3 separate regions of the Mus musculus genome follow, and regions 1 and 2 are each linked to region 3. A link is a contact called in public HiChIP or PLAC-seq and promoter capture Hi-C data. All regions are on one chromosome and are shown on one strand. The core of a region is the stretch at or near the end of the contact, and the rest is flanking DNA. Distances in the headings are between cores, read along the strand shown. Region 1 holds the start of Pla2g4f (phospholipase A2, group IVF). Region 2 has its middle 35 kb from the start of Tyro3. Region 3 holds the start of Sptbn5 (spectrin beta, non-erythrocytic 5).

Region 1 (2,794 bases), core at 235-2,734, 230 kb before region 3:
CTGAAGCTCACTATGGCCAGAAGACTCCTGTGAAGATGTGGAATTGGTAAGAGGGAGGGACTCTGTTTGAAAAGTAAAGTTGGCTCACTTTTCCTGGTTCTAAAATGCCAGTTTGGTCCCTCTGTGATACCCTAGCTGTCTGTCTGTGGCTGTCCTGAAGATCTTCTGCCAGTGAAAAGCATCCAGAACTTGAGTTGAGGCATGTCTGTTGAGGCATGGGGAGATGGCTTCCGAGCAGAGAATATGGTTTAAGCCCAAAAGCACTCAGCCAGCTAGAACTCTGCCCCTCCTTACCCAAAGCCCCAGCTTCAGCCTGGGATCCAGGTGCTGAACTATCCATGTTCAGCAAGGGGGCTGGGCTTAGCCATCTCTGAGTCAGATCTCTTTTACAATCTATCTGAGGTGAAGCAGGTCACCACAGTTACGTCACCTCTGGTTCTGGAATTTCTGGTCTGAGCATGGCCTGTTCGTTTGGGAGTTAATTCACCTTTGTGGATGTCATTGCAGCCTCCAGCTGTGGATGTGTGAGGGAGGGAAGGCAGTAGAGATTACCTGGTCGAGATGGGGGTCTTATCTGGTACCTTAAACTGGTCTCACGATGCTGAGTTCAAGTGAGCCTCCTGCCTGTCCTGGGGTTCTGTGTACCACTACCCTTAGCTATATGAAAGGGTTATGGTTAAAGAGATGAAAAGAGTCTCCTAGGAACTTTTGCTAGCCACTGTCCCTGCCTCGCCACCTAGATGACTGTGGTCCACAGGAAAGGACATGACATGCGGTTGCAGCCGGAGCCTCAAAATGGTCATGGACACTTTAAAGCCTTTATCTCTGGCAGTTTAAGGATAGAGAGGCCTGCCTCTCTTCTGTCCTTATTTACAATACCTGGCCATGCCCCCGCCTCTATGCCTGAAGCACCAGGCACTTCTACCAACCCAGGAAAGGAGTCATGAAATGAATCTTTTCAGGGTGTGGGTGGCTTTGGTACAGACATACCATGACCTTTGTGTTAAGGAAATAACTGAGGGAGGCCAAAAGAGACAATAAATGTCAGTGATTCCCCATAAAAACCCGAGCCAGAGATTTCTGTTTCTGCTTAAGAGCTGTGGAGAAAGTGGGACTTGAAGGAGAGATGGTGTGGGGCTTTCTGGCAGCTAGATGAGGTTAGCCCTGATTATAGTACCTCCTGACTTCTGCTAATGGCAGACTAGTTGGAAACAAGAATATCTGGGCTCTTGCCCTACCCATACATGGCAAGGGATGGGAGTGGTGTCTGTTTTTCACAACTAGTTCAGCTAAGCAGGGCCTGAGTTGGAGACCAGAGAGCTAAGCAGGACCCCAAGAGTCTCTTGGAAAGGGAGCAACTTGCCTATTGCCTAGGGAAAGCAGGCTCCACTCATTTCCTGGAGCACTTCAAACCCCTCCTGGAGCACTTCAAACCCCTCCTCCAGCCCCGGTGCCTCAGCCTAGCAGTGGCTCCACCCTTCCCACTCCTGTGCTACTTGTCAGACCTGAGCGACAGTGAATATAGCCAGAGAAAGGGTGGCTCTGGGAAACAGGCAAGCTCCCTACTGGGACCTGAGCTGCTACTGCTGGCCATGCCCTGGACTCTCCAGCCAAAGTGGCTGGCAGGCAAGGGACTTCCCCTTCTTGGAGCCATACTGCTACGGAAGACAGAAAAGAGCGAACCACAATGGAAGCATAGGCGGGTAATGTACTGATCTCACTTGGGAAAAGCTGGCTGGAGTCCTGGGAGATGGCTGGCACCCCGTGGGGACTAAGCCAGCCATTGCACTGGGGTTTGATTTAGGGTGGAACATACCACAGACAACCTGGAAAAGCTCAAACTAGAGAGACAGGCCAAGGCCTCCAAAAAGAAATGATGGCGGCCTGAGACCATTGCCTGTGGTTGGTTTGCCAGGAATGCACTAGTCTAGCTGTATAACCATTGTGGAGAGAAGGGAGAAGGGTTTGTTGGGTTTTCAGGGGGTAGATTAACACCCAGAAGGCTGCAATCTGGCATCATCATTTTTGTTTTGTTTTGTTTTGAGCTCAGTCTTCAATCTAGTGACTTATCAGACCAGAACAAGCTAGGAGACTTGGCTTCCCCTCCCCTTGCCCATTCCTGCCTCTGGTTGGTCTTTCAGCCCCTGCATGGAAGCTGGTGGGTGCAGTGGGTTCTGGCTTTCTCTTTTAGTGTTTGACCTTCTTAAATACATTATCCTAGTGCCCAGGTCACGTCTAGAGGGCAGCTGCAGGCTGACCATTATAAAGCGTACCTAGCTTAGCTGCTCATGGGAACACTAAGAGTTGAGCTGGTCCCCAGATTCCAGGCCCCTCACCAATCCTGACCACCCAGCACCCTGCGCCTTGCAAAAGCTTCCCAGAGCTCCTGGCATAGGAGCATTAGTGACCTGGGCCAGGCAAGTTCTATGGTAAGACAGAGTAGAAACTCAAGCCAGAAAACACTTGAGAGAGGAGATCAGGCCAACCCTAGCTTCCTGGAACTGAGTTCCTAGGGTTCTGTTGTTTCAGCAGGAAACCCACCCATACTACGACCTTCAAGTGAAGGTGCTGAGGGCCAGAAACATCCAGCACACAGATAAGTGTGAGTAATCCTTGCTTTGCTCTCTCTCTCTCTCTCTCTCTCTCTCTCTCTCTCTCTCTCTCTCTCTCTCTGTGTCTGTGTGTGTGTGTGTGTGTGTGTGTGTGTGTGTGTGTGTGTGTGTGTGTGTGTGCTCTCTTGGAGTAGGGTGGTAGGGTGGTGTTAATCATTGGAGGGAGGGTACCTTGGTGTGGT
Region 2 (3,087 bases), core at 312-2,811, 250 kb after region 3:
TAATAGAAGAGGACTCTTGGGGCTGGAGAGATGGCTCAGCAGTTAAGAGCACACGGCAGTTGTAACTAACTCCAGTTCCAGAGCTCCTGACACCTTCACAGAGACAAACATGCAGGCAGAACACCAATAAGGAAGAAGGAAGAGGGGAGGAGGAAGAAGAAGAGGACTCTCAACAACCACCTCTGACCTCAGAAAGTAAGCTAAACATAAAAATAAAAGATGTTTGAAAGATAAGAACTGATCATGATGGCACACACCTTTATCTTTTTTTTTTTTTTTTGGTTTTTCGAGACAGGGTTTCTCTGTATAGCCCTGGCTGTCCTGGAACTCACTTTGTAGACCAGGCTGGCCTCGAACTCAGAAACCCACCTGCCTCTGCCTCCTGAGTGCTGGGATTAAAGGCGAGCGCCACCACGCCCGGCTGGCACACACCTTTAATCACAGCACTAGGGAGGCAGAAGCAGGTAATTTCTGTGAATTCAAGGCTAGCCTAATCTATTAAGTACCAGGCCAGCCAGGGCTACATAGAAAGACAGTGTATCAAAAAAAAAAAAAAAAAAAAAAAAAAAAGGGAGCGGAGACTTAGAAAGGTGGTTCAGTGGTTAAGGTCACTGGGTACCCTTCCAGAGGTTCTAAGTTCAATTCCCAGCAACCACTTAGTAGCTCACAACCATCTATAATGTGATCTGATGCCCTCTTCTGGCATGCATACATATATGAAAAAAAATAGGACAAGTTAGGTGTCTTAATGTTTATTTTATGTATATGAGTACACTGTAGCTGTCTTCAGATACACCAGAAGAGCACATCAGATCCCATTACAGATGGTTGTGAGCCACCATGTGGTTGCTGGAAATTGAACTCAGGACTTCTGGAAGAGCAGTCAGTGCTCTTAACCACTGAGCCATCTCTCCAACCCCTAAAAAAAATTTTAAAAAAGAAAGAAAAAAAGATAAGAATGACCTTTCTTTGGAATTTTTTTCTTTCATTTCATCGTTTTATTTTATTTGAGATCGACCACAAACTTGCTACGTAGCCGTTTTAGTTGGAGTTTCTATTGCTGTGCTAAACACTATGACCAAAAGCAACTTGGAGAAATGATTCATTTCGCCTCAAGTTTATACTAAATTGTGAAGGGAGGTAGAGGGAGGAACCTGGAGGCAGGAACTGAAGCAGAGGCCATGGAAGAGTGCTGCTTACTGTGCCCGGCATGGTGGCACATGCCTTTAATCCCAGTACTCAGGAGGCAGAGGCAGGTGGATTTCTGAGTTCGAGGCCAGCCTGGTCTACAAAGTGAGTTCCAGGACAGCCAGCGCTAGGGCTATACAGAGAAGCACCGTCTCGAAAAACCAAAGAGAGGAGAGAGAGAGAGAGAGAGAGAGAGAGAGAATTCCCCACAAACTTGCCCACAGGCCAATCTGATGGAGCCATTTTCTCAGCTGAGGATCGATCCCTCTTCCCAGATGACCCCAGCTGGGTGAGGCTGACAAATAGGTAATCAGCTCAGTAAGTAGCCTAAAATGGCTGGGTGTGTCTGATTGCTGAGAACTGGGATTCCAGACACCATGACCACACCCAGTTTAATCAGCGCTAAAAGATCAAACCCAAGGCTTCATATTTGCTGAGTGTGGGCTTTAACCTCCTCAACCATAAATCTGAAAAACATTTTTTAAAATCAAAGGTAGTTAGCCTTGCCAGAGTTTCCCAACCCCTTTCCTTTTATTCTCTCTTCGTCTGTGTGTTCCTTTGTGGGACACCAAGATTTTTTTTCTAGAAGCATCTATTTTGGGTGGTTTATGAGATAGACTCATGTAGCCCAGGCTGTTCTGGAATGGGCTACACTGCTGAAGATAACTTTGAACTTTTTTTTTTTCGAGACAGGGTTTCTCTGTGTGGCCCTGGATGTCCTGGAACTCATTCTGTAGACCAGGCTGGCCTCAAACTCAGAAATCTGCCTGCCTCTGCCTCCCAATTGCTGGGATCAAAGGCGTGTGCCACCACTGCCCAGCTGACATTGAACTTCTGATGTTCCTGCTTCCATTTTCCAAATGTTAGGATTACAGGGTTGTGCTACTATGTCCAGTCCTATCTTTTTTATTTATTATTTCCTTTTCTCCTGTGTGGCTGGGTTTGGGACACAGGCCTTTGTACATGCTAGACGAGTACCAAGACCATGAACTCACTTAGAACCTCTGCCTTCTGAGTTATGCACCATGATGCATAGCAGAGCAAGCATTTGCTTTTAAAAAAGATTCTCATCTAGGCAGTGGTGACTCTCATGCCTTTAATCAAGTTCCTGGACAGCCAGGGCTACATGGAGAAACCCTGTCTACACAATCCAAAAAACAAAAAAAATAAAAAAGACAAAGGATTCATTTGAGTGTGCATGTGTGTGTGTGAGTGTGCATGTGTGAGCATGTGTGTGTGAGTGCATGTGTGAGCACGTGTGTGTGAGTGTGTGTGTGCAAGCCCATGTGTGTGTGTGCGTGCGTGTGTGCATGTGTGTGTCTGTGTACACATACAAATGCACAGGGAAGCCCAGAGGATAATATTGAGTGTCATTCCTCAAGTCTATCCTTTTTCTCTTTCTTTTTTAAGTATTTGAGACACGTCTCTAGGCTAGCTAGCCTACCTCTGCTTCCCTGGCACTAGGGTTACAAGTGTTTATAACCCTATCTACTGTTTTCTTATGTGGACGCTGGAAGTAAAAATCAGGTCCTCAAACTTGGCGAGCATTGGAGCCACCTTCCCTCCCTAGACTAAAGGTTCTTGCCAGGCTCCATGGGGCAGACCTCTAGTCTAGCACTTGGGAAGTAGAGGCAGGAAGATCAGAAGTTCATGGTCTGCTTGTGTTTGTTTACTGCTTTGTTTTTGTCTCATTATGTAGACGAGGCTGGTCTGGAACTCACAGAGATGCACTTGCATGATGGATAAAGTCTACTTTGAATCAGTGTAAACTGAGTACAGTGATACACCGCTGTTATGCCAGAAGTTGGGAGTCTGAGGCAGGAGGATCTCAAGTTCCAAGTCTGAGGTCAGATGGAAGCACATAGTAAAATTGATAAGGCATAGAGGGGACAGACAGGG
Region 3 (2,847 bases), core at 136-2,635:
ATTGATGATGTTGTTTGATTTTTAAAGAAAGAAATGCATTTCATTGTGTCCAGGTATGTTTTTCTCACAAGATGTAGCCTCTCTGAAGAAATCTCTGTAATACCTTTTCTTCCAAGCTAGACACCTCACATCAGGAGTGCCTATCTGGGCCAGGATTGGTCTACTTCTGCCTCTTCAGTGTTCTTTCCCAAGCCCACCTAGTCAGGCGCCGCAGGGGCTGCCTCCTACTGTACCCTGCTCTGTGGCCCAGCAGAAGAACACTGTCACCATCACTTACGAAGTAGGAATCACAGCGCAGCAGTGACCACATGACCAACAGCAGCAGAAATGAATGAATCTGAACAGCATCCCTGAATCTTCACAAAAACATACTCCAATCCCTAATTGTCTGCATCTGGCAACCTCAGGGTCAGAACCGGGGATTTAAGAGAAAATGCTAAGAGCTCACACCCATTTCGCAGCACTTGGGAGGCAGATGCAGGGGGATTACCATGAGTTCGAAGCCAGTCTGAACTACATCGTTTGTTTTATGGTAGTCTGTGTAAAACAGAATACTTACGCCACCATTCACACTTCCTATCTTACTTTCTAAATAATGGTTTTAAGAGAAACACAGTGTTTGCTTTACTCTGAAAGCGTGTTTTTATTAATTGGACACACACAGGTGAATGTTTGATCCCGGGGCTGTAACTGTATTTGTGTCAGTGTCCATGGAGAGGTGATGCCTGGGAGGTCTTGACTTTCCTCCTAGTTGTCTTCTGCTTTCTCTGCACAGTTGTCATATATCTACCTAAATATAATCACAAATGTATGTCTCGTGAGTCTGTCTCTAAAATGCGTCCGTATGTTCAATGTAGATATGGCCAAGTCACTTCTGTACAGAGCCTCAGAGGAGGCCTTTCTAGGGACAGCAGGCTAAGATTTCTGGGATCTGCCTTCCCACTCCTCTCCACCTTCTGCTGGGAGATGCCTAGCAGCTAAGCTTGCTCTGACCTGGTGATGTTCTTGAACAAAAAGAAACCATGGGTCTACTTTTGTTACATTCTCTTGTTCTTCATAATAACTTTACCAGAAGGAAAAAACAGAAATGGTGATAAAAATAAAAGATTGTGTCTTCTCAGGACCAATGCACAGTTCCTAGACTGTTCAAATACTCCTCCCACCTCACACATACATTCACTCTGTATTGCCCCATCCTCATGTCGGTTTTCTGTGTCAGAGAAATGCTAGACAGAATTCAGTTTCAAGGAGGGAAAGTTTAAATTGGCCAATAGTCTGAGGTTATTCAGTGCAGAGGTCAGCTGTGAGCTGGGGATGAGGCAGAACACCATAGCAGCAGGAGCACACGGCAGAGGAGGTGGTTGCCTCTTGGCAGCCAATAGCAGAACCCAGGACGGGGTCTTTAAAGGTGCACCTCAGTGACCTGCTTTCCTGTCTTCACCTTCATCTGTGGATAAATTCAGAACCCTTATGATCCCATCACCTCTCTACTGACCACGCCTTCAGACGTTTCATATGTAGCCCACCATAATGTATCATCCTGGTTTTCAAAGAAGCCACCTCAGAGTGTTTACACACTGGGGAAACACACACCTACTTGTGCTCTCCCTGGTTCTAAAGAGCCTATTTGTAACTACCACACACATTGGATCACAAGACCCTCTGCAGGTGAGGGGAAGTAAGTGCTTCCGCTGGGTCCTGCCATCGTCACCTCCCAGTGAAGCCCTGCTGAGCCCAAGGAGAAAGAAACTGCACTTGGGCTTGTTGAGGGTTATGTAGGCAGATGGCCAGGTAACCTACCGGCAGGACCCCAAAACAGCCTGAGTCTATTCAAGTCATCCCTGGTTCAAGAGTGTATCAGGCACATAGTATTTAGCAATGTAAATCACACAATGCCTCTATCCTTTAAAATCTCATTTAAAAGTGTCAATCCCCACTGCCACTAGCTTCTTGTAACTGTGTCCACTTTTTAAGAGGTAAGTGGTCCCTTGGGTCCATTTTCAAAGGAGATGCAAGAGTCTAGAGAGGTATACCTCTTCTCCATGCCATCCCTTGTGACCCTAATTCCTCCCTCATCCTCTCTGGGAAAGAGGTCTCGTACTCCACTCGAGAGGTCAAAAGCCCACACTGAAGGACTGTGAGTAGTACTTGGGGAGGGGGGGTGCACCTCAAGGTCCTGTGCCTCTCAGGTGTATACCACCTGCAGAAGGTGTTGGGCTTTTCCTCTGTCACCCATGTACCCTTGTGAAGATGCCAGCCTGGACTGTCATTTAGCACAACATATTTTTTTTATTATCATCCAGAGGCATGAGGTTAGGGTAGAATAGACTCCTCCCCTCTTTCCTGGATGGATCCAGATTAGTTTAAGCCAATTGGAGTATTTCATTCCCCCTAGTCACAGATACCAGTTCAAAAATACATGTGTTTTCCTCATCCCATTTTCAACAGGTACCACCCCAGCACTTAGGAAGATGTTCCACATAGTCCCTCTGGGCTGGCAGAGAGGAGGTATTGAACGAGGCATAGGAAACCCAGATCTGCAGTAACAATGTTTGGGATGCTGGAGCAAACAGCACCTGAAGTCCTGTTCCTGCTAGATTGTTTTCAGTTACGGCCAGTTCACCCATCTGTATGTATCATTCAGTCCAGCTCAAACAGAAAGTTCAGTCTCTTGGCAAGGATTTCAAAGACCAATTGACCTTTTCACCAAGGGCTTCGTCACTCACTGCCAATGAGGAGCTGCCCCTTGTACAATATGCATTGGCTCTAGTTGCTGCTGAGCCAGGGGAGGGGGCATGGGAAGGAGAGCAGTCCTCTAATCCTGTCCAACAATATCTTATTTAAAGA

Evidence for each region. Promoter capture Hi-C pulls out the DNA fragments that hold promoters and counts their contacts. HiChIP or PLAC-seq counts read pairs in DNA pulled down with a chosen protein or histone mark.
Region 1: an H3K27ac HiChIP or PLAC-seq map of embryonic stem cells shows a contact between it and region 3, with 5 read pairs. The contact joins the promoter of Pla2g4f here to the promoter of Sptbn5 in region 3. A contact is called at or near these places in 5 of 39 promoter capture datasets (the 3T3-L1 cell line, the SN4741 cell line, embryonic stem cells and 2 more), 1 of 15 datasets of contacts at CTCF or cohesin (the NIH/3T3 cell line), 1 of 115 datasets of contacts at active chromatin or transcription factors (embryonic stem cells) and 4 of 9 other capture datasets (adipose tissue, embryonic stem cells, liver and 1 more).
Region 2: a promoter capture Hi-C map of embryonic stem cells shows a contact between it and region 3, with 4 times the contacts expected there. The contact joins the enhancer-like site here to the promoter of Sptbn5 in region 3. A contact is called at or near these places in 5 of 39 promoter capture datasets (HPC-7-derived erythroid cells, embryonic stem cells, hematopoietic stem and progenitor cells and 1 more), 4 of 484 Hi-C or Micro-C datasets (all in embryonic stem cells), 1 of 115 datasets of contacts at active chromatin or transcription factors (embryonic stem cells) and 1 of 9 other capture datasets (liver).

The regions. Positions count from the first base shown.
Region 1 is chr2:120,312,855-120,315,648 of GRCm38.p6, reverse strand. Pla2g4f (phospholipase A2, group IVF) reads left to right here and starts at 1,484. Exons shown (of 20, transcript NM_001363073.1): 1 at 1,484-1,703; 2 at 2,530-2,602. The coding sequence starts at 1,593.
Region 2 is chr2:119,832,860-119,835,946 of GRCm38.p6, reverse strand. No RefSeq gene overlaps it. Among named protein-coding and RNA genes, the nearest start is that of Tyro3, 35 kb to the right of the region's middle. Within about 2 kb of position 1,561, at least 9 of the 459 cell types and tissues checked have an H3K27ac peak or open chromatin away from gene starts, as enhancers often do. A contact at or near this core is called in embryonic stem cells, where this site is marked.
Region 3 is chr2:120,087,451-120,090,297 of GRCm38.p6, reverse strand. It overlaps Sptbn5 (spectrin beta, non-erythrocytic 5), which reads left to right and starts at 1,385. Exons shown (of 67, transcript NM_001370938.1): 1 at 1,385-2,847. Ehd4 (EH-domain containing 4) reads left to right here. Exons shown (of 6, transcript NM_133838.4): 6 at 1-811.